4 separate regions of the Zea mays genome follow, and regions 1, 3 and 4 are each linked to region 2. The links are chromatin contacts, called in public Hi-C maps. All regions are on one chromosome and are shown on one strand. Each heading gives the region's core, a stretch centred on a gene start, on an enhancer-like site or on the middle of the called end of the contact. The rest is flanking DNA. Distances are from core to core; before and after follow the strand shown. Region 1 holds the start of LOC103650125. Region 2 holds the start of LOC103650122. Region 3 has its middle 55 kb from the start of LOC103650125. Region 4 holds the start of LOC100284054 (pre-mRNA-splicing factor SF2).

Region 1 (6,414 bases), core at 793-3,292, 330 kb after region 2:
CCTGATAAGGATGTAGATATATACCACTACCCTTTATCTCATGTTTTTTCATTAACCGAACCGTGCCATAATTAACCATAGCCATTGTGAATGACATATCAATGGCATGTTTGGATCCCATGAGCTAAAGCAAAAGTGGCTAAAGTTTATTCACTTATGAGCTAAAGATCCAAACGTGAAGATATATATGTGCAATTTAGTCACTTGTAACTATTCTTGTTTCGATCTTTAGCTCTTAAGTGACTAGAGTCACTTTTACTTTAGCTTCTGGGATCCAAACATGCCCTAAACGAACGGTCTAGCTAGAGCTAAAATTAATGATCCAAGCCATTAAAGCAAGTATGGCAGTATTGGTTCTTACAAAAATAGCAGCAAAAATGAAGAATGGTTCAGAACATCTACTATAACTCCATAATATATTACAAAAAAAAACATATGTAAGGTGAGTATACTCTCCTTGAATAAGCATGCCATTTCGCTAAAAATATACATTCTTAAAGTGTTAAGCTTATTTAGCGAGGTAATATGAAACTTTATGTCTGTCTCATCTAGTTATTTCCCTGATAAGGATGTAGATATATACCACTACCCTTCATCTCATGTTTTTTCATTAACCGAACCGTGCCATAATTAACCATAGCCATCGTGAATGACATATCAATGGCATGTTTGGATCCCATGAGCTAAAGTAAAAGTGGCTAAAGTTTATTCACTTATGAGCTAAAGATCCAAACGTGAAGATATATATGTGCAATTTAGTCACTTGTAACTCTTCTTGTTTGGATCTTTAGCTCCTAAGTGACTAGAGTCACTTTTACTTTAGCTTCTGGGATCCAAACATGCCCTAAACGAACGGTCTAGCTAGAGCTAAAATTAATGATCCAAGCCATTAAAGCAAGTATGGCAGTATTGGTTCTTACAAAAATAGCAGCAAAAATGAATAATGGTTCAAAACATCTACTATAACTCCATAATATATTACAAAAAACATATGTAAGGTGAGTATACTCTCCTTGAATAAGCATTCTTAAAGTGTAAGCTTATTTAGCGAGGTAATATGAAACTTTATGTCTGTCTCATCTAGATACAAAAACGATGAGTTCACCAACACTGCTAACAAAGAATTGGGAAAACTAAGGCCCTATTTGAGAGTAAATCAAAACCACAATTTTGAAATACCAAGGTTTTGGAATGTCATGATATACTCATGGTATTTTTAAAACAGTTTTAGAATACCATAGTTTAAAATACAAAGGATTGTTTGGAGACAGTTTTTTTGAAGAGAGTTCTTCCATTCAAATTCAAAACAGAGTGCACGCGCTAGAGAAAACTTTGGTATGGACCGAAGTTTCCAAAACCATGAAAATGTTGAAGTATGACCAAAAGTACAATTTTGACTACACAGTTTTTGAAGAGGCTACGAAACACTGTACGGCAAAAAATACCACGGTATCTCAAATATCACAATATTCTCTGCAAACTGAGAAAAAAACTCTACTCGCAATCCCAAACACATCCCCTAAGGGCTAGTTTGGTAACTACATTTTCTCAAGAGATTTCTATTTTCCCAAAAAAAGCGAACTAATTTCGCTTGGGAAATTGTAAACCTTTTTGAGAGAATAGGGTTTTCAAATTAGCTAAAAGAAATACACTGAGTTTTTTGGTCGGTCCAAATGTAGGAGTCCGGAGGGAAGATTTCATATTCATCATGCTATCAAAAGAAGTTGGGACAGGTCGCATAGCGAACAGCGACTACAACTTAATTGTGAAGGAAAGTTTAATGTTACATGGGTTTTTTTTCCTGATGTGGAGAAAAAAAGAAAGAGAAAAGAGAAAAAGATCATTGTTCTAATAAAAATCCATCTTGTTGACTAAAATTTAAGATTATAAAACAACTATAGTACTATCGTATAAGTTATTATTGTTATACAGTTAACGATATCTAATTTTATCTCAATAATAAATTAAGAAATTATGAATTAGCACGAAACAAGTTTTAAAAAACCAAGTATTATGCATATTGTCTTGAAATTACGTGAGACCGCATGTAAAACGCGCCGTGAAGCAACAGTTGCAAAACCTTACTACAAAGGGTTTAGAAGGTCAACGTAACTGTCACTTGCAGGTTGACCACTGCATGAAAAAATAGCGACCACGACCACAGAGGTCCAGCCAACAGTGGTGTCTTTTCTGTAATCGCGTTCTCAAAAGAAACTGAACTCCGGTAAAACCAAAACCAGGGGCAGCCCACTCAGGATGGCTGTTTCGCAGTCCAGTCCTCCACAGGCAGTATCGGATCTTGTGTGCACACCTGACACCGCCAAGCGGGGAGCACCGCCGCGCAGGGGATCCCAGGCGGTTTTGCGGGACTGTGGGCTCCCACCGCTGGAAACGGTGACGCACGGCACGGGGGCAAAACCGAGTACCCGTGCCGCTGCCGCTGCCGCTGCCGCGCCCGGAGGCGGTTGCAGCTGCACGGGCGAAACCGACGGCGATCGCCCCACACAGCCTCCATCGGTCCACCCCATAAAAACACCCACCTCGCTGCCGTTTTCCCACGGCGCATCGTGCAGCAGGAGCGGGAGTGCCAAGTGGTTTCTAGAACCTGGTAGTAGAGATTGGCGGTTTGCCGATGGAGAGGGGCGACGGAGGAGGAGGAATGGCGCCGCGGGGCGGCGTGGTGGGGTCCGGGGCAATGCTGGGGCTGGACATGCACCTCGCCCAGCAGCGGATGCACCAGGCCGCCGCGTTCCAGCACCAGCAGGACAGCCACAACGGTGGGTTCCAGCTGCAGCAGCCGTCGCCGGTGGCGGTGAGGCAGCAACAGCCGCCGCCGTCGTCGTTCATGCCCTACTCCACCAACACGTCGTCGTCCAGGGTCGTGGTGAGCGCGGCAGCGGTGGGTCACGACGACGAAATGGTGGGCAACGGCGGCGGCGGGAAGGGCGGAGTGGTGGTGCAGCAGCAGCAGCAGCAGCAGCTGGCGTCGGCGGGGTGCCCGTGGACGAGGATGAAGTGGACGGACGCCATGGTGCGCCTGCTCATCAGGGTGGTGTACAGCGTCGGGGACGACGGCGAGGGCGTGGCGACGGCTGGCGGCGCCGGGGGAGCGGCCAAGGCGGGCCCCGGCCACGCGGCGGCGGCGCAGCAGCAGAAGAAGGGCAAGTGGAAGTCGGTGTCACACGCCATGATGGACAAGGGCTTCGTGGTGTCGCCGCAGCAGTGCGAGGACAAGTTCAACGACCTGAACAAGCGCTACAAGCGCGTGGTCGACCTGCTGGGCCGCGGCCGCGCCTGCCGCGTGGTCGAGAACCACGCGCTGCTGGACGCCATCGACGAGCTCACGCCCAAGGCCAAGAACGAGGCGCGCAAGCTGCTCAGCTCCAAGCACCTCTTCTTCCGCGAGATGTGCGCCTACCACAATAGCATCGCCGCCGCGGGCTCGAACCTGCCGCCGCACGGCGGCGGCGGCGCGGCGGGCGACACCGCCTGCCTCCACCACCCGCCGCCGGCGCCCGTGGCCGCCGCGGCCTCGTCTGCCGCTCGCTACGCCCACGCGCAGCAGCATGCGGCACCGTCCCCGCAGGGGATGAAGGACTCCTCCACTGACGTCGCAGACGACAGCGACGATGCCATGAGCGACAACGGGGACGAGGACGAGGACGAGGAGGAGGAGGACGGCCCCGTGTACCGCAGCCGCCGCCCCAGAAGTCGTCAGCACAGCGGCGGGCGCGGCAAGCGCGGGCGTGGCATGGATGGCGCCGCGTCCGAGGACCTCGAGGACGAGGCGGACGGCGGCGGTGGGAGACGCTCGAGGACGGCGGCGGCACCCGACCCGTCGGCGATACTGCGGCAGCTGAAGAGCGAGCTCGCGGCTGCGACCGCCGCGGCGATGGACCCGCAGCAGGCCAGGAGCTGGGTGCGCCGCCGCGCGGTGGAGGTGGAGGAGCAGCAGATCGTCCTGGAGTCCCACGCGTACTACCTGGAGCGCCAGCGGCTGAAGTGGGAGCGGTTCCGCGCCAGCAAGGAGCGCGACATGGAACGCTCCCGCCTGCAGAACGACCGCCTCCGCATCGAGAGCCGACGCCTGCTGCTCATGCTCCGCCACAAGGACGTCGACCTCGACATGGCCGAGGCGAACTCTTCCTCCGTCGACCACCACACCGGCGCGTCGCCGCTCGCAGCACACCAGCAGCAGCCGATTGGGTCCAGCCCCAGCCCGTCCACCGCCGGCCACCCAAACTAGCTGCCGTGCGCGCCCTGCCATTCCATTACTGGGAGCGGCCAGTAGCTGTTCTTTTTTTAAAGCAAATTAAACTTTAGTTCTATCATTAACAGCAGCAGTTCTCTAGGACAAAAGGTCACTAGTGCTCAAGTCTCAGGGTTTTTTCTTTCATTGTAGTAGTCAATGTCAGGGTTTCAGTGTAGCATGTTCATAGTCATAGTATACTATGCGCTGTGTAGCTGTCAGGTCAGACTATAATGCATGTTGTTGAACCCTAATCGATGTTTCTGTTCTCGATTTTGGTACAACCGCACGCACAGAAACTGAGACGGCATGGCGCAGGCCGACAGGCTGCTCCGTACCAAATGTCTTTCCTTGGTGATAAAAGGAATGTCTTTCCTTGGCATCGGAAGTCGCGTACCTGCAAGGCTGCTATAGAGGATAGAAGTTCCCAGCGTAGCGCCGGGCCGCCGGCGAGCAATTGACGCTTTTCGCCTTTTCCAGCAGAAGATCCTCCAATGGCAGCTCGGCAAGGTTGATGGGAAAGGAAACTTAGACGTGATTAGTTTTTATTTGAGAGGATTTATTTAGCATTCTAACCATGTTTTCGAGAAATAGATGTATTTGTTCATTACATCCAACTTCAAATATATTTATTAAATGATGAGCCTATAATAGTCTCGATTTTTTTGATAAATTTATTAGATTTATGTAAACTTGAATCCAGAAACTCATTGCACATCATACTCATGTTTAAATTACCTAACATGACACATCATATAAAAAAGGGACATCATATTATTAAACTGGTGAAAACATAATTACTTGTTTTTATACGTTGATTCTTTTTTTACATTTGGACTAGAATTCTTTGACGCAGTGATGTAATCAGATCGGGTACAGACGAATATTACTTGTACCATATTTGTTTTCATATTTTCTCTTCAGATTCGAGCCGGATACAGATATTATCGAGTTGTATCGGATAAGATTTGAATGAATATCAACATCTTAAATATCCAACTTTGAGTGTACAGATATGTATATAAATCAGATACAGATCAGTAACTGAATACCCGGACTTAAATATAGATTGAATCTGAACCCTCTTAGATAGATCGAATTTGAATACAAATAGATAATATCTGTACTATTTGCGTCCCTACTCATAGGATAACACCTAGGATGCACGATGGGATCCACATTATTTCACCTATCTAAAGACGTGGGAATCAAGCATCTCCAACAAGATGCATCAAATTAATGTCCCTAAAAAATTAAAACACTACATCATTTAAAGTGTTTAATGCACTAAAAATAAATTGAGCTCCAACAGCCAAGCACTAAATCATGTATTTTAGAAAGTAAATTACATTATTAGAAAAGAAAAATATTGAGAATGATATAGAAAATAAGGATAGGCACTAATCTAGGGTGTAAGCATCTCCAACAGTGTCTTAAATTAGTGCTCTATCTTGAAATATAGACCTCAACTCATAAAAAATAGCTCCAACAATGTTCTATTTTACATATTTCTATAAAAAATATAGGACACACCATGAAGCGATGCAAATGTACTACACCCTAGATTAGTGCCCTATCATTGTTTTTGTACATCATTCTCAACATTTTCTTCATAATAATGTAATTTACTTTCTAAAATACATGATTTAGGGCTTAAGTATTGGAGTTTGATTTGTTTTTAGAGCCCTAAACACTTTAAATGATGTAATATTTTAATTTTTTATGGCATTATTTTGAGGCACCTTGTTGGAGATAATTACCAAATTTTCTTGCAAAAACTTATACGTCCTACATCCTCAATTTCGCCATCTACAAGAAGTTACCACTCTGAACTCCCTTGTCCTAGCTAGGACAAGTATGTTTACAGGTCCTTATTGCACACGACAATTGACAAGGTGTCCAACATAAGTAAAGAAGAGGTGGTTCTCTTCTTTCATGCTCGTGATTTTGCATGCAGTTAGACATTGCTTCCTTGTTTCACATTATCATTCATAAGACCAAAACTTACCTTATGCGCTAATTTTCATATCCATGTGATATGCATCCTCCAAGTCCACTATCATTGGACAATCCAAACCCATATCGACAACATCGAACTTGTTCATCTAACCAATACTTGTTATTATCCATCTTTACTTGATAATAATTATCGCCTCTCCTCTTAT
Region 2 (5,652 bases), core at 1,246-3,745:
TCACGTTGACGCAGGAAGGCAACATAAGGAGAAGTTGTTATTCGAGTTGCTAGGAGCAAATGGCAATGATATCTCTATGACATTTGTAAACTTTATATGTAATCTTTGAGGGCATGAGTGTAATATCGTACGAAGCTGTACGATTGCCTATAAATAGATGAACGGTGCCCCCGTACAGTTCACACTAGATCGGAATTGTATTCACGCCATTACCTTTGAGCAAGCCGATGGTATCAATGTAATGTGCATTGTGTATCAATTTGTTAATATATAAAGTATATCTTAATATTGTTTGTACATTCGATATGAAATTAGTAAATGACATAATGTTACATTTGTAATTATGTTTTTATATCTATGAATGATGAAGACCTGTTCTTCATGACCTTCGTCCGAGACTCATTATACCCGAAGGTAAATAATGCTTCGAAGGATGAAGATCTTTAACGTTTAACAATTGTGTTGCCTTGTTCTTGGTTCACAGCAATAAAAAATAAGTGAACACTCCCCATCCATCAGCACAAACCTGCATGACCTTCATCTTCACCATCGACCACTTTGCCTATGCTTCACACCTACACACCACAAGCCGAGAGACATAGTTACACAACACATAATCTCATACTCTGGTTAGTCCATTGGCTACACCAAAGTACTACCCATGTTGATAATCATTCATCATCAACCCAAACTATAAGAAATAAGTCAACCTTGTGTTCGCAGGTCTGAGAGTGAACTACATGACAAAATACAAGCACATGAGCATGATTAAGAGTTTAACAAGATTATCTAATTTTATTGAATAAATAGAATGGGTTTGAGAAGTTGCTTAGGATAATAAGGCTTTGTTATTGCTATGCTGTATCAAGAAATACTGAAATAGAATGGGCATAAGTTGGTGTCCTAACAATTTCCATCACCAAATATTGTCACCTCAAACAGGTCGTATGCATTTAGCCTATAAAGAACTCTTAATCGTGAACACATGTTGATGTTTTATCTATAACCAAAACATGCGCAAGGTACAAAAGACTAGACTTCTAGATTCGCAATGGGAATAAAGTAAATATCTTGCTAGATATTGTTTGAAAATGCAGAACACCCAGGAAATAAAAAAAACAAAAAGAATTGGACCAATTTTATATGTTTCAGAAGTTGGGAGGTACATAGGGGAAGCACATCTAGGTTGAATCTCCCACAAAACCACTTATTTAGTTTATCACTAGATATAAACACATATAGATCTGACCGCTCTCGCATCGTAACCACACTACCACAACCTAGTCCCTAGTGTGTCAAGTCAGCATGAAAACAAGAGAACAAACAGACCTATCGAGCATGTGAGAGCAAGAGAGGACACGTCGCATCACCTTGTAGTAGCTGAGGTCATCGGGACGCGCTCGGTGACATGGATCATGGTGAATGCCTTTTCAATCTCGTCGCCCTTGATGTGTGTCACCACCTTGCATCGCATCACATCCTCATCCCTCGGCGTCGCCTTGAGAACTTGGATCCAATGGGGGTTAGATTCTAATGGGGTTAGGGCACGATACTCGGGGAGACGCGGGGAGATGGAGTGTTTGACCTTGGTCGGTTTTCCTTCTCTTCATATGACGCCGCGGCGGCGGCGAGCCTGACTTTGTTGAGTGGCAACGACGCTAGGATGAAGACCAAGCAATCCATGTGAGGGAGTCGCCCTCTCGTTTGCGGGGCGTAGTGCATTGGAGAGGGAGGAGCAAACGTGGACTCTAACGACTTTGTTAGCTAAATTTGATGAAAATTTATGGTCCAGAGATCGGCGTCGTGACATAATGCGGTGAGTTTGAGCCGACGTGGTGTAACTTCGTGCAAGGAATCCCTATGGGGTTTTAAGAAGAGAGATACACTCATCACAAAGGATACAAGAAGTCAATAGAAATTACACAACACCACGTGAGTACAATGATGTGGGATACAACTGTATCAAGATTATAGGCTTTCCCTGGCTAGATCAATGCACTCAATACCATGTACCCTGTTTGTAATTGTGGTCGGTGAAGCGTTGGTGAAGACAAACACTTCCTTTTCATGTCTAAAGAAAGAGGGGAGAGAGATCCGTAGGGAGGCTCCCTTCTCATCTTTTGAGACTGTCCGCAGTAGACCTTGTAAAATAGATGATTTGTATTGTAGGAGACACTTTTTATAGAGTGAAATTTGAAATAAGGGATGAGATATGCGATGTGTTAGAGACAGTATAATCTGAATCGAGGCGTCAGGAGGTAACTAATTAAGGCCCTGTTTGGTAGGGCTCTTTCTTTGCCAGCTTCAACCCTGGTTTTGGCTTCTCTAAGAAAACAACTCTCGCCTTATTTTTGAGAATAACTTTTAAAAGAGCACCATGTTTGTTGAAAATATAGCTCCTTAGGTAGCTTCTCATACGATGTAGCGCCAACGAAGAGAAAAACGTGGAAGATGAGTTGATAGAAGCTCTTTTTTCTGGCTCCTGTATTCTGCTGTTTTTTTAGAAAGTCCTCCATATTTTTATAAAGAGTTCATAAAAAACTTTTCATTTGGTAGATTTTTTTTAGAAATCGTTGAATGAGTCCTTGAAGGAGCCCTACGGAAGAGAGCCTAACAGTCAAGTTATTTTAGGCATGTCCGCTGCTTGGACCCATACGTCAGATGTAACAAAATCCAGGTGGGGCGACAGATTTTACAACAGGGAACCAGATTTTTTTTAGAGCGGCAACGAGGAGACCCATTTTGACAAATTCTCTCCTCGCCCTCGCCTCCACTTTTGAGCCACAGACCCGAGCGATCGTGCCCCGGCCCCCGATCCTGATTCCCACAAATTTCCGCCATGGCGATCCGCCCGGACTGATGCCCGATTCTCCATCTGACGATCCTCGGTAAGCCTTCGCCCCCCGCTGGTTTGATCCTGCGTGATTGACATGGCTTGTCAGGTTCTTGCGGGTTCTTTTGCGTCTTTTTGTTGTGGTTGCAGATTCGTCTTGCGTATGAGTGTTCCGCGGATTCCCTCGTTGCCTGGTCGAGTATTTGTATTTTCCATTGGCCCATTCGCGACGATTCTTAAGACTCCTTCGGTTCTATAGGGTTCTGTTACCAATCCGTGGGTTTTCTATTGCAGAATTGATCTTTTTTCTTGCGAAGTCTTCGACCACTCTAGTGCGCTCCTTTGATTCTCTTCTACCCCTGCGAATTTCGTTGCTGAACGTCATCTGTCCGCCCGCATGGTCTTCTTCTGGAGGAAGATTGGGGGGAATTCTGGTGGGGTTCGTGTGGGCGCGTAGGGCCCCTGACGACCTGGCCTGACGCATCAGCGGCGAGCCATGGCTCCGGCTTCCGTTCCAGCTCTACCTACAGCCATGGATACTAAGGACGAGGGCGACGGTGGCTCCAAGAACCAAAACAGCGTGGTGGTGGTGAAATCCGAGGTTGTCTGCACGAATGGTGGCCCTCTGGTGGTCGGGACTGAACTTGTGAAATACGAGGGAGGTGATACCACTGAATGCTCGAGCTCGTTTGGTGACACCTGCTCTGGATTTGAAGGTGAGGCAGACAATGGTGAACCAGAAGTGAATTCTAGCCTGTCTGCTCATGCCAATGGTGTTGGCCCCTCAAAACCCCCTAGGTGAGTCATCCTTAGTAGTTCTTCGCATGCCCTGAATGCTACTTATGTCATTATTGTGCACTCCTGGTACATGGAAGAATGAACATGTGTAAGACTATGCTAGGTTGTTATGTGCTTTTGTGTTTCAGTGATTGATTTTCTCTCCTGCGCCCCTGCTGACAAAACGGAAGGTTGTAGTAGGGTTTCAACTGTTATACTATGTTGTAATTATTGCACCATCCTGACTGCGGAAGCGACAAGAAACGTAGGATCATCAATGTACCTAAAACAGAAAGATATGATTCAGTAACGTAATGTGGTGTCTTGTATGTTTATTGATTTGTACCTTCTCATCGAAATTTTCCTTTTATGGCCTACATTTCGTTTGTCATTTATATATGAAATGTTAAAAACTTATAAGGTGATAATAACACTTAGATTAGGACAGGTATAATTTCTGACCAATTCTTCTGAAAAATAGAAGCAGGTAGCAACAGCCAGAAAAAAATATATGTTCTGTCCTAAGAAATGCCGTGCCACTTATGCTAAGTATGCTTATCACGATAAGAAAAGGTAATTACTGGTTACTCCTATGATCTTCTATTTGTCAGGTAGCTATTTAGAAAGATAATTAAGCAAATGGCATCTTATTCAGAAGTATTATGAATTTACAATTATGCTTGTTCAACCAGGACTTTGTTTCAGCTACCAGGTACATTAATTCCATGATAATCGTCATGGATTTATGGGTGACCATATGTCTGTCAATCCAGTAGTAGATCAAAACACTACATATTGACACAGAACACCAATATCCTTCTGGTTAGAAAGTCCTTTTGTCAGTGTTACCTTTTTCTTTAGCTTTCTGAAAAGTTCATCTTGGTGTTTTACTACATGGTATATGTTAAACATGACAGTCTGTATTTGGAAAAGAAGTTTCCAGCTTGGGATTCAAACCCAAGCCAGCAGCAACAACAACAATATAGCATTTTAGTTACAAGCATGTTGGGGTAGGCTAGAGTTGAAACTAACAGAAGCCACACATCAAGGTTCAGGCATGTAGATAGCTTTTTCGATTCACTTCTATTTAAGGCTAAACCTTTAGGTACATTCCATACTTGCAAGTCTTTTTTTATGGTCTTTTGCTATGTCAATTTCGGACTTCCCCTGCATCTCCTTCCATTACTATCGTGCTTTAGTATGACACTACGTATTGAATACTCTAGAGGTCTCTGTTGGAAATGTCCAAAATATCTCAATTGGTGTTGGAGAAGCTTTTCTTTAATTGGTGCTACCTATAGCCTATCACGTATATCATCATTCTGGACTTGACCCCTTTTTGTATAGCCACAAATCCAATACAACATACACATTTTTGTAACATTTATGTATTGAACATGACATATTTTTGTAGGCATTTTACATCATACAACATAGCAGGTTTAATCGCCGTCCTATAAAACTTGCTCCTAAACTTCTGTTGTATCCGCTTGTCACATATAATGCTAGATGCTTGGTGCCACTTTCTTCACCCTGCTTTGATTTTATGGCTAACCCAAGCCAACATTGATGATTTTTTATTGTTGTAGACCAATATGCATTCCTTTTGTGCCTGTCGGTAGACATTGTATATTTTTATTCTTATGCCTCTTTTTTAAATTATGGTTCTGATTTGTGCATGCTTATTTCTCATATACATGATTTAGTAAAAAAACTATAATGTGTAGTCATGAACAAGGAAACCGATAATTGAGCTACTCTTATGAATGCTTCAAAGTGCTAGCTTATCTGTCATTTATGGGTATGACTAGAATATAATTGGAACAAGCAACTACCATATTTGTTCTAAATTATAAGACGTTTTGGCTTTTCTAGATATATTGATTTTATTATTTATCTGGACATAGTGTATACCTGAGTGGATAACAAAAACTGTATATCTAGAAAATTCAAAACATCTTATAATTTGAAATGGAGGGAGTACTTCCTATATTCTTATTATATCTTGTTGTATTGTTTTACTCAACATGCTTAATTTTTAT
Region 3 (5,647 bases), core at 232-2,731, 280 kb after region 2:
TGTATGGCTCGCTTCCGCTAACAAAACATGTTGTAAAAGACAAAACTCATGCATACAAAAAAGTTAAACAAAAGTTAGGAACCCTCACATACTTATAGAGAATGGTTGACCTCATGAGTATCTAATTCATTCTCAAACGTAGCACCAATTGATTGAGTTAATATAATCGTGCGTCAAATTAAAGTTGTTTTTATGTTGTAAATGATCCAACAGAGCATCATGTGGAGCTATCGAGTTCACAATTGCAACATTTATTTTATAAATGATTTGCAACGAAAATAATTGTTGAACATGGCTTAATAATGCACATTCTCATTTTAAATGCATGTCCTATGTTTCTTGTTCAATTATCTAACGGGTAACAATATTGAGGTTATTGGTTTGGACACCCAGACACACACCAAAAAAGCTAGCTTGGTCCCCGTCCAGGATAGTAATAATAAGTAGATTAGGAATACTACAGAAATTAAGCCACAAGATTATAAAAATATTCAAACACATAGGACCTTTTTGCAAATACTCACAAAAATTGATATGCAAAGTACTACCTCCGTTCATAAATATATGATACAATTAACTTTTTTTAAAAACTTTGACCACTCTTCTTATTCAAAAATATAAAATTTGAAGTCAAACACAAACTACCTTAAGTGATAAAACAAACCACAAAAAATAAATGATAACTCATTATTTTTTCAATAAAACGAGTGGTCAAAGTTTTTAAAAAGTCAACTATGTCATATATTTATGAACAGAGGGAGTACAACTAGTGCTCAGAAAATGGGCTGGGCTTTTTAGGCCAGCCAAGCATGCCCCAAAAATAGGAGCCCAAAGTATGACCCGACATGAAATAATATGGACTGGGCTAGCACGGCCCGAAGGCGGGCCTGAGCGAGGCCTCAAATTCCGGCCCGCCGAGCCCCCGACACGGCCCGCACAGATGGGCCGGGCTTGGGCTGGCACGGCCCAATGAAACCCAAATTATTTAATTTCTTTAATTTAATAAGGTACCGACTTTATATTGTTGTGATATTTGGAGTTTATGTGATCGAATGATGTTAGGATTGTTTAATATCTTTAGTTTAGTAAGCTATAGACTTTATGTCGATCGGGCTTGGGTCGGCACGGCCCAACCAAGGCATGGCGTTGTATAGGGCCATGCTAGGCCACTGTTTTTATACTTCAGGCTGTCACTTACCTGTTTGGCACGAAGTACGATAGGCTTAGGCCAGACTAGTCTAACTCGGTCTAATTCCGAGCACTAGCACTAAGTACAACCTACAGCTTGTTCGCTGCGGCTTGCTGCGGCTGCAATCCGGCTGCGGCTGCGGCTTCTACAGTATTTTTCTCTCTATGGATTGCAGCTGCAGCAGTCCAAACAGCTGCAACAGTGTCGGCTTGTAGCCAGCCGAACACGCCCCTAGGTTCGTTCGCACACGTGGTTAGTGGTTTTGCCGACGTGTTTTGCTGCAAAACCGTGGCTAGCTATCATGGTCAAGTAGTCAACTCAACGGGGCAAAAGGAGAGAGAGGTGTGGTCCCAACTCCCAAGGTATGCAAAAGAATTCGCCATCAGTCCATACCACTAGCGGTTTATTATTATTATATGTTTTTCCCTTTCTTTATGGTGGTTCACTATGGATAGTCAACTGTTGCCTTGAAATAAATTCAGCAGCCCCGCTTAGAAAGGATCCTAGGCCAAATGACTTCACAAGGCGTCAAGGCCAAGGGTCCTTATATTTTGCAAAAGGAGACACTATAAGTCTGTTTAGATATACTAAAGATTATGAGGTATTAATTCTCCATAGTTATTGTAAAAATCTAGATTTTGCAAAAAAAATAAATGAAGTGTGTTTTATAGACATTGATTATAGATATTGCAGGCACATCCAATATCTCAGAATAGCAGGATAGATTTGTAAGAATAAATGTCAATTTTAGGAGATGGTCGAATTGCAAAGAATCGAACCATTCGGATTCTCTGCTAATCAATTTTAGGAGATCCAAACAAAATCGTATCTATATTTTCTCTATTATATTATGTGTACAATTATTATAGTGACACGTGCATGTAAACAGCGTGTATAGATAGGTTTTTAATTATAACATTTGGATTTTCTTACTAGAAAAATAATTTTCGTTAAATAGTTTTGTTTATAGTTTATTTTAAAAAACTATTCAATATTTGTTATTTTAGTGCCTCAAAACTAAATGCTTTTGAAGTTATTGATAATTAGTGCGTGTTTTTTTTTTGAAAATTGTCTCCACCTTGTTCAAAAAACGACAAAAAGTGTATGTGCTGAAGGAGTATATATACTACATCGGTTGATATATTTTGAAAAGAAAATAAATTAACGTGTGATCTAAATGATTACCTTTTTTATCTTCCCTCGATTCTCTCCAAGTTCAAATTCCACGCTTCGCTCAAAACCAATGGTTATGAACGTGGAAAACCAATCATGACCGGTTTCCTTAGCCTTTTTCTCTAAACCACCTTGGTTTAGTCTGCCTAGCATCCATGAATTTATATATATTTTTTGCTTAGCTTTGGATCTAGATTCTAGAAGCGTATGCATAGGTTTAATTCACGTTTGTAAAGAAAAAGTTCGGATGTGCTAATTCCATCGGCATCGAATAGCTCCCTGTGAGATTGATACGAGATTTGTGTCCACGTTCCAAGCATGGTGTTCCAATTGGGCGTCATGGGCGTGGAACTCATTCATCAGTTGGTTCCTCACGTCGTAGAAAAGTAGAAAGTACGAAAGAATCTTATAAATCACGTTCTCAATGTTTTTTTTTTTTGCGTAAAATGAGGTCATACCCACGAGGTCGTCCCGTTCAACTTTCCCCACTATATTCATAGGAACCATGAACTTATGAATTAATTGTACCTCAGCTAATTAGATATCATATGGTGCAACTTATCCATCCGAATTTAAATTCTCTAATTGCCATGAGTGCGCTTGCATTTTCTTGATTTAGTGATGTTATTTTTTAGTAGTACCCGTCGACGCCAAGGCCTAATTTTAATCTTCCGGTGATAGACATGTGTGTCTGCTAACAATAAGACACAATTTTCAATATTTACTCGCTCAATTTTGAAAGGTATTTATAAATTGTTGGCACCGATCTGGACACCAAACACCTTAAGATGAACCATCTAGCGGTGACACGGACGGTCCGCACCACAGGACCGAACGGTCCACGACCTAACGCAGGAGCGGCTCCTCCTCTTCGTACGTTCAGACGGTCCACGCCTGGGCTAAGACGGTGTAATGCCCAAAATTTGGTATAAGAAAAAAACAAATAAATAAATAAATTTATGATAATAATTTAGGTTTTTTTACCTTTCAAAATTATTAGGGCACCTTTCTTTTATAATCATTTAAGAATATTAAAATAGTCATGTGACCAATAAATAAATAAAATTTACCTTGCATCTCATGCTGGAGTTTTATTTGCTTGAGCATTTCAAATTGTGTGTGTGCAAATTTCAAACCAAAAATTAGGAATATAAATTTAGGAGATGGAAAAGGAAGAAAATAGAAAGCTAGAAAATATAAAAAAAGCTCTACTAAAAACATTGGGCCCCTTTCCCTGTCCTCGGCCCAGCCAAACCACTGGGTGTCGGCCCAGTGTGTTACCCGCCTGGCCCATGACTGTGAGCGCCAGGGTATTTCACTTACGTGTGGGTCCCATGTGGCAGAAGCTTCTTCTAGAACGGTCGTTGGAATCCTCCGGTTCTCCTGTTGCCTACCCCCGAGCTCCGCGCGTGCAACAAAATCCCTAGCACGGTGGAGTTCAGCTCCTCGATCTGCGCCGGGTCGGACTCTTCTCGTGTATAAAACGAGGTCGTGACCCCCCTTTTTGGACCATCGCCTCATCGCCTTCAACAAGGAAGACCGGGCACCCTATCCGTGCGACCGCCATGGATCCACCGCGGGTGCTCCTGCGTGGGGTAGCCCTGCTCCTACTCCTCTGCCCAACGTCGATGTTCTCCTCGGCTCGGGCCCCTCACCTCACCTGCCATGGCGCTCGGCGCTCGCCAAGCCCTCACCCCCAGCCGCCTAAGCTCGTGCGCGTCCCTGTCGTACCCGCCATCGTCGTCGCGCGCCGCACCACCGCCTAAGGCCTGAATAGCGTGTCAGTGGTGATCACCGAACCACTGGGGAGCCATGCGCGCCCTAGAATTCAGGAAACAACCGTCGGTGTCACCGGAATCCCTCACCGGCGTTCTGCTCGTGTCACGGACCCGCCCCGAACCTTGGACGAGCTCGCTACTCCTTCAATCGCGGGTGAGAATCTTCTTTCCGTGTTCGCCATCACCTCCTCTAGGTTTAGCACCGGTCAATTTTGGGTTTGGGGCGTTCGAGCGTCGGATTGCGTGTCCGCCGGCGATGCTCCGCCATGCTTCTGTGCTGCGCTGTCGCTCTGGTGATCGGAATGAAGAAGGGTAGCGCGGGGCTGTGGATCCAAGAATGGACGGCCCATATTAGTTCTGGCGTACCGATTGGGGCGTTTGGTTCTGCGTCGTCAGATCGGTATCCTACGGCTCGAAACAGATCTCGATCAATTAATTTGTGACCGTCGGATTCAGATCCGAGGGCTATGGCTGCATACCGGTTCAGTTTTAGGCGATCTAATCTAGGCCATAGACTTTAGATCGTGCGGCTCACATTAGATCTTACCCCTTCGGCCGTCATCTTTACAGAAGAGCCCCTGCGTTTCCTCAGTATCAACCCGCAGTCCTACTGCTGGCTCTCTAAGTCTTAGGAACATTTGTGCAGTAGCCCCTGTGTTCCTCCGTTTTTGAGGCCCAGTCCAGAACTAATGTGAAAATCTTAGGAACATTTGTGCAGTCGTAAGAAATGGATAAATAAAATTTGAAAATGATTTTAATGAGAAAAATAAATGCTAGAACTTTAATAAATCATAGAAAATTCATATGAACTCTAAATTGGTCCATTCCAGTTCCTAAATTTTTGTAATATTATTATCTATCGAATAGTACCATTGTTTTGGCATGAAAGTCTCATTAAAATTTATCTAGTACTTAATCTTTTATTAAATACATAAAACCTTCGAGAAATCATAACTCCTTAACCATGACTCCGATCTTAGTAGTTCTCGATCCCACGATCTCGTAGTGACGCGTAGATTATTATTACGCAATTTATTCTTATGATTGGTGTGATGTTAATCTTGCCTATACCATGTTTGTTTGTATTGCTACGACTAGCGTGAGGACATGTGTCATCTGAAGAGCAAGTTGGTACCTGGAATCTCAAGTCCCAGGCAAGTTGTGCCCTTGACCACGTTTTACCCAATAATGTTCTTTAATATCATTTATTCATGCATAGGTTAATTTTGATGGGACCCAATAGGTTACCCTAGATTGTTTATCTCATTACCTTGTTTACCCCTGAATCACTTGGGTAGTTTGCTATTGCTTTACATGGATTTGGGATAATTATTTATCATATCTATGTTCCAGTTATTTTGTTATTCTATTTATGTTCATGTCAAGATCATTAATGTTAATTGGAACATAGAGCTTAACTTGAGAAACACGTGCCACCACAAGGGTTTATGGACGCCCTTGGCTGATTAATTAGGAAAGCTAGTGGAGGACTACCTTACCTGAAAGG
Region 4 (5,916 bases), core at 1,379-3,878, 410 kb before region 2:
TCCTCTTCTCGCTCGCACTGAGACCAATCTGAGGGGCATATGCACTTATAATGTTCAAGACTACATCCCCCAAAACTATTTTGATTAGGATAATCCTATCTCCCTGCCTTTTGACGTCCACCACTCCATCCTTAAGGGTCTTATCAATCAGGATACTCCATTTTTGTTTGCCACTGTTCCTGAGTACTAAAATTTGAAACCAGTGTTCTCCACCTCCTTCGCTTTTTGCCCCTTCCATCTTGTCTCATGCACACATAGGATACTAATGTGCCTCCTGCTCGCTACATCGACTAACTCTCTTAGCTTACCTGTAAGGGACCCTACGTTCCAACTACCTACACGGATCCTAGCCGGCTCAACTAGCTTCCTTACCCCTTGCACCCGTTGAGACAGATGCGAAGACCCTTGCCCATTTGTCACTACACCCGGGCGCCGATGTAGCGCGCCACTAAGGAAGCGACGACCCGATCCTTGCTCACTTGACACCGCATCCAGATCACGACACGACGCGCCACCAAGGGGCTGGCTGCCCGGCCCTTTCCCATTTAACACCATACCCGGGTTCCGATATGGCACGTCGCTAAGAGGGTTATGCCCCAACAGTTTTCTATGAGTGGCTAAGTTTTTATAGCTTGCTTGCCACGCCTCACGCAACCCTCCTACTTGTACATGGACTTGGGACCAGGCAATGCTGCACCAACATGGTTTTTGGGAGCAGCCTAAAAATTATTGGGAGTGGATTTTCTTTTAATCTCCAACAGTTCCCCTAAATATATACCAAAAATAATTTAAACTAGGTCAGATCATCTTTAATGCCCGCATCCATTCGAGCATTATGTCATCTTTGACCTAGGTAATCTTTCTCACGTTATTTTTTCCCACTGTGTTGTAGCTGGTAGGTAGTGGAGCATAACTGGGGGACAGGGTGGCAAAGGGGCATCGTAGACAATGAGCCAGTTGACGGTGAATAGCTGGCGTTGGATGGCCGGCAACGTATGGGTCGGCGATGGGACGACGTAGGTAGTGGTGATGGGGTGCCGGAAACAAAAATGGCAATGTAGTGGCGGGAGTACTGGTGATGTGGCAGTAGGAAATAGTATTGGAGGAACCAAAAGTCTCCCTATTAGTAACTACAAATGAGGGGAGTTTTGGGGCTATCAATAAGTTGGGCAGGATTTAGGGAAGCTGTTGAAGGCTAGTTTTTTTGTTTTTCCCAAGAATTTTAAGCTAGGGAAGACTTTAAATAAGATTTTGGAGATGCTCTAAGGGAATGCTAGATAGACTTATGCTAGTTAATATCATAAATAAAAAATGTGAACATTCAGCTCCATACTACATTCTCACATTAATAGGATACTGAAATTGCTGTCTTGCTGAGACAGAAAATGTTACTGACTTGTTAGGAATTAGCATATGCCCTGACCAACCAACACTTGTTTGCAAAATGAAAAATCGAAGAAAGGTACACGTTAAACAATTGCAATCCACCTTGTAGAAGAGATCCTCAACCTCCCTCTCACGGATGTCCCCAGGGAGATTGCCTACATAGATGGTACGGCTGTTGCGCCTGCTCATTGTTTTCTGCAGTTAAACACGGGTAAGTACATCATTGTCTCAAAAATGGGAAAATGCTGGGGCAAACACAACGAAATTTTAGCATGCCAAAGATAGTACGGTCACCAGAATATGGTTCTCCAAGAATGTGTCATTTACCTAAAACCCTACACCAATTTTCTAAGGAGGCAGTCATACAATGGTAATAGCAAGAGACAGAATTTTGTTTGAAATATCCCAGTCGAAAGTCAAAACAACAGCATGGTAATACCAAGACACGGAATTTCATTTAAAATATCCTAGTCGAAAATCGAAACAACAGGAAGAACATGGTGGCCTATGACTATATGCCGAGCATTATTAAAAAAAATGAAGTAGCAGCATCCATGAGACCTTGACCAAGAAAGAATGATGCTTCAACAGAAATTGTAACAAAGAGCACTATGAGTCTATAACATATTCTCTAGTTGCCTTTTATGTGTTAAAAAAAATGTACAAATCTGCACTGTATGTCACCTACTGATACGCGCTTAATCAAACTACACGGGTATTTCAAACATAATAACATGTACCGTATTCAATCATGCATCAAGGCTTCTATGTTTTATGTCATTGCAGCTCCAACTCCAACCTTACATCACACTGACATGGGCCACCGTGGCGAACTTCAACAAAGAGAGCCCCGGAGGAGGTTCGCTTAAACAATTTAGGCAGAATGGCAGCTGCAAATGACGAACAAAAAACCTAAAAGAACCGTGCAAGGGTGGATTGCCAGGGGTCTACTCAACTATCGTCAAACAAAACCGGAACGAACTCAACAGCTACATATAACTATATAAGGAGAGATTGAGTTGAGATCCCACGCAATCAGAGGAAAGGTAGGGACGAGACGACGAGAGGAACAGGCGGCGATTACCATGGAATCAAAATCGGAGCAAACTGGGAAGAAAAGCTAGTGGGGAGTGTGGAGATTAGTCGTGCCGTGCGCACCTCCTGGCGAAAGGGGAGGGGCCTCGACCTCGAGAAGGTTCGGGGTTCGGCAGGCGACGCCGCGTGGTGGAATACTGGAACCTGCGACAGGAGTCCCGTGGTCGTGGTGATATAGCTGGCGATGGGCAAATGTGGGTGCGGGACGCTTCGAGATTCGTGCGGTAGACCGCGACGTTGCAGCCTGCAGGCTGCAGGCGTGCTGTGGCCTCGTGGGCCGCCATGGGTTTCAGCGGCGGTGGTCTGATGGGCCGTTTTTGTTCACCCTTTGCAACAAATAACATCTACTTGACCTATACTAAGGGTCTGTTTGGTTGGGCTGTGGCTGTGGAAAAAGTTGCTGTGGGCTGTGAGCTGTGGAAAAAGCTGCTGTAGGCTGTGTGCTGTTAAAAAGCTAAAAATCGTTTGGTGGAAACCACTAAAAGTCGTTAAAAGTTCTTCGATATATGTTTTCACAGTTCCATCCAAAAGCCACTAAAAGCAGGTCCAGGGGTGCTTTCAGTTTTGCACTACGAGAAAGTCGGCTTTTAGAAAAAGCTGCTTCCTAGATCCAGCCCTTTGGTTGGCTTTTGGCTTTTAGGGGGCAAAAGCCAAAGCCAAAAGCCAAACCAAACACACCCTAAGGCTATCCGCAGTGGAGGTTACCCTATATCACTATTTATAGTCTAGGCATATAGATTCCTTACTATATTACAATCTTTTGCACTTATATCTCTACTAGGTGAGTGTCCGTACGTTGCAACGGAAACATATATCACGATAACTTATAACATTATAACTCATTTGTACATAAGTTATCATGATAAATGTTCTTCATGATAAATGTTCTTCTTGCAACGCAAAGGCACTCATCTAGTCACAAATGAAGTAACACAGACAATAACATGTAGGTTCTGGTAGCTTTTTGAGCCTAAACTCATATTACTCGGCAAACTTCAAGCTTACCACCAAACCAGTAAATACATATCAGTTTATTGCTCATTATTAGAACTGTTGTGAGATGTTGTATGCCAGTAATAAAGATTCACTACAGTACATGGCTAAAAACCCATAGAAACAATCTATATGTGATTGCGTAATTCGTAGGTGTAGAACACCACCTAACCTGCTTCATGCTCAAACACTTATCAATTACAATACTATAGGACAATATGATGCTGCAAAGATGGGGCAAAACCATGTTTCACAAAGTTGTTATTATAATTATCGACACAAGGCCTCATTGATGATCATCCTTGTCATAGTGGTCGTTTGGATAACCACCATCACCAATGACCTTGAGCTGCCCAAAATCAACAAAATAATATTTTAGTCAAGTGCTAATCAACAACAGCTAAACATCTTTTATAACAATCAGTCAAGGCAATGGTTTCTGTTACCACAAAGTATTGTGAGTAAATTGGGCACTCATGCGGTTAATCCTTTTGCAACCAAAACCAGACAACATCGTGTTCATCCTCCACAATAAATCGCGATGAAAAAATAAGCACAATTATTACATACCATGGTTAGCGTAGATGTAACTCCTTCGCCACCAGATCAGCCAACTGTTCTCTTGTTATTGTAGGATTCAATCATAGTCGGTTCCTCCTGCAAGCAACATCGTGTTCATCCTCCGCAATAAAGCGCGATGGAAAAATAAGCACAATTATTACATACCATGGTTAGCGTAGATGTAACTCCTTCACCACCAGATCAGCCAGATGTTCTCTTGTTATTGTAGGATTCAATCATAGTCGGGTCCTCCTGCAGGCAACACATTCAGAATTAACAAATGTACAATCTTGCAGCACAAAAAATCTGGTATGCAAAATCAAAATAATATACTTGTTTTCTTAAGGTGGTACTTTATATTGTTCAGATCTTGTAGCATAGAAAGTCTGGAAAGAAAAAAATAAAAATAGAAGGGGGTGAGGGATCAAGAACTTCCACACATATCTAGACCAAATGCAAGCGGTGTCAGTACTCAGTATGGATGGGTGGGCATGCCCAAGGTTGAAGAACAGAACCTGATATATAAAACACTGGTATTTAATTCAATGCTCCCAAGTGACAAGGTAGTGACAAATAGCTATACTACAGATTCCATGTATATGGTTGACTGCTGGTGTATCTAGAACAAGACTGAGACAATGCAGTTTAAGCATGCACATATCAAATACTTTGTAGTTTATGATATTAATATTAGTAACACTTGTGCAAATTTCTCTTCACCTGACCAAATACTTGGTATGATCCCTAGAGTCAGAGCTAAATTACAGGGCACCTCACTTTAGTACCGAAAGGGGCCGGCGGGAGGATCCATGTCAAATTGCTTCTTCCCTTGGAGAATCAGGTCAATGCTGAAAAATAAAGCATATTATCATAATTATAACTAACATAGTAGGTCACAGGAGTAAATGATGTAAAATAGTAATATTGAATTTTATTACATGTGCCCTCTTTCTCGATTCAAATAAATTACACTTCCTTAATGGAAATGTACATATGGCGTGATCAAATATGTTCCTGGCATTAAGATAACAAATTTTATGTATCATACTCAATATTCGCTATTCCAAAACAGAAGGAACAGAAGGCACTATTGGCATTCAGGGTTTCCGGCACACTGGTACAATTGTTTGGACCCATCTCATTATTAAACAATGTTCAGGCATATTTTCTTACCCAAAAAATAGTCAAACTTCCTGGCTTTCAACATCTCTGACCACATTTGCATTGTCTTGTTGGAATCGAACTTCCTGGCTTTCAGAAACCTGCGTTTATCATCGAGAGAATGCACAGGATGAAGTCATTAATGGCAAACGAGGAATGTATATATTTATATTAATACAACATAGTCAAAAGAAGCATCCACGTGCGCGGAGAGGGTACTGAAATCTCAAGATTAATCGAGAAAAGGAGAAAAATATTCACCATTAGATTATATGAAGACCTAATGATCTAAATTAAACCTATATATAAAATGTAAAAACTACAAAAGAAAAGCACCAAACTAATCGTGGTGTTACACAGCACCACACCTCAACAATAAAATGGTGGCCACTGGCCAAGCCAGCTCTGCCTTTGCTCAGGCATCCCAAGAAAAATGCAAAAAAAAACCCGATGCTTTGCGCTCGTTTCTAACCAGGTCGGACATATCAACACTCGTTTGTTCACTGAATTGCTACGGAGAAGAAAGTGGAAACTGATCAGCTAAGAACTTTGGAGACGACTCCAACACCGACCGGTCTTCCTCCTTCCCTAAGCACAAATCTTTGCCCTGCATCAAAGGCATGAGTTGACTATCCAATATGAATTTCTTTAGTATTCAATGAAAAAAAGTAGCTTGGAGCGTGCAATGGCATCACGAAGCACAACATGTTGTCAGAAGAC

Evidence for each region. A called contact is a pair of places that touch in the nucleus more often than the background predicts.
Region 1: a contact with region 2 is called in a Hi-C map of leaf, with 4 times the contacts expected there. The contact joins the promoter of LOC103650125 here to the promoter of LOC103650122 in region 2. A contact is called at or near these places in 6 of 25 Hi-C or Micro-C datasets (bundle sheath, endosperm and leaf).
Region 3: a Hi-C map of leaf shows a contact between it and region 2, with 2.1 times the contacts expected there. The contact joins the enhancer-like site here to the promoter of LOC103650122 in region 2. A contact is called at or near these places in 3 of 25 Hi-C or Micro-C datasets (ear, leaf and tassel).
Region 4: a Hi-C map of ear shows a contact between it and region 2, with 2.6 times the contacts expected there. The contact joins the promoter of LOC100284054 here to the promoter of LOC103650122 in region 2. A contact is called at or near these places in 4 of 25 Hi-C or Micro-C datasets (bundle sheath, ear, leaf and 1 more).

What each region holds. Positions count from the first base shown.
Region 1 is chr3:58,509,535-58,515,948 of Zm-B73-REFERENCE-NAM-5.0, forward strand. It overlaps LOC103650125, which reads left to right and starts at 2,043. Exons shown (of 1, transcript XM_008675777.3): 1 at 2,043-4,522. The coding sequence starts at 2,633. The coding sequence ends at 4,246.
Region 2 is chr3:58,177,458-58,183,109 of Zm-B73-REFERENCE-NAM-5.0, forward strand. It overlaps LOC103650122, which reads left to right and starts at 2,496. Exons shown (of 6, transcript XM_008675776.4): 1 at 2,496-2,888; 2 at 3,252-3,631. The coding sequence starts at 3,330.
Region 3 is chr3:58,454,195-58,459,841 of Zm-B73-REFERENCE-NAM-5.0, forward strand. No RefSeq gene overlaps it. Among protein-coding and RNA genes, the nearest start is that of LOC103650125, 55 kb to the right of the region's middle. Within about 2 kb of position 1,482, at least 13 of the 20 cell types and tissues checked have an H3K27ac peak or open chromatin away from gene starts, as enhancers often do. A contact at or near this core is called in ear and leaf, where this site is marked.
Region 4 is chr3:57,767,799-57,773,714 of Zm-B73-REFERENCE-NAM-5.0, forward strand. It overlaps LOC100284054 (pre-mRNA-splicing factor SF2), which reads right to left and starts at 2,629. Exons shown (of 14, transcript NM_001156952.2): 1 at 2,471-2,629; 2 at 1,489-1,581. The coding sequence starts at 2,473. It overlaps LOC103650121 (a long non-coding RNA gene), which reads right to left. Exons shown (of 4, transcript XR_563923.3): 1 at 5,209-5,916; 2 at 4,201-4,883; 3 at 4,045-4,131; 4 at 3,491-3,823.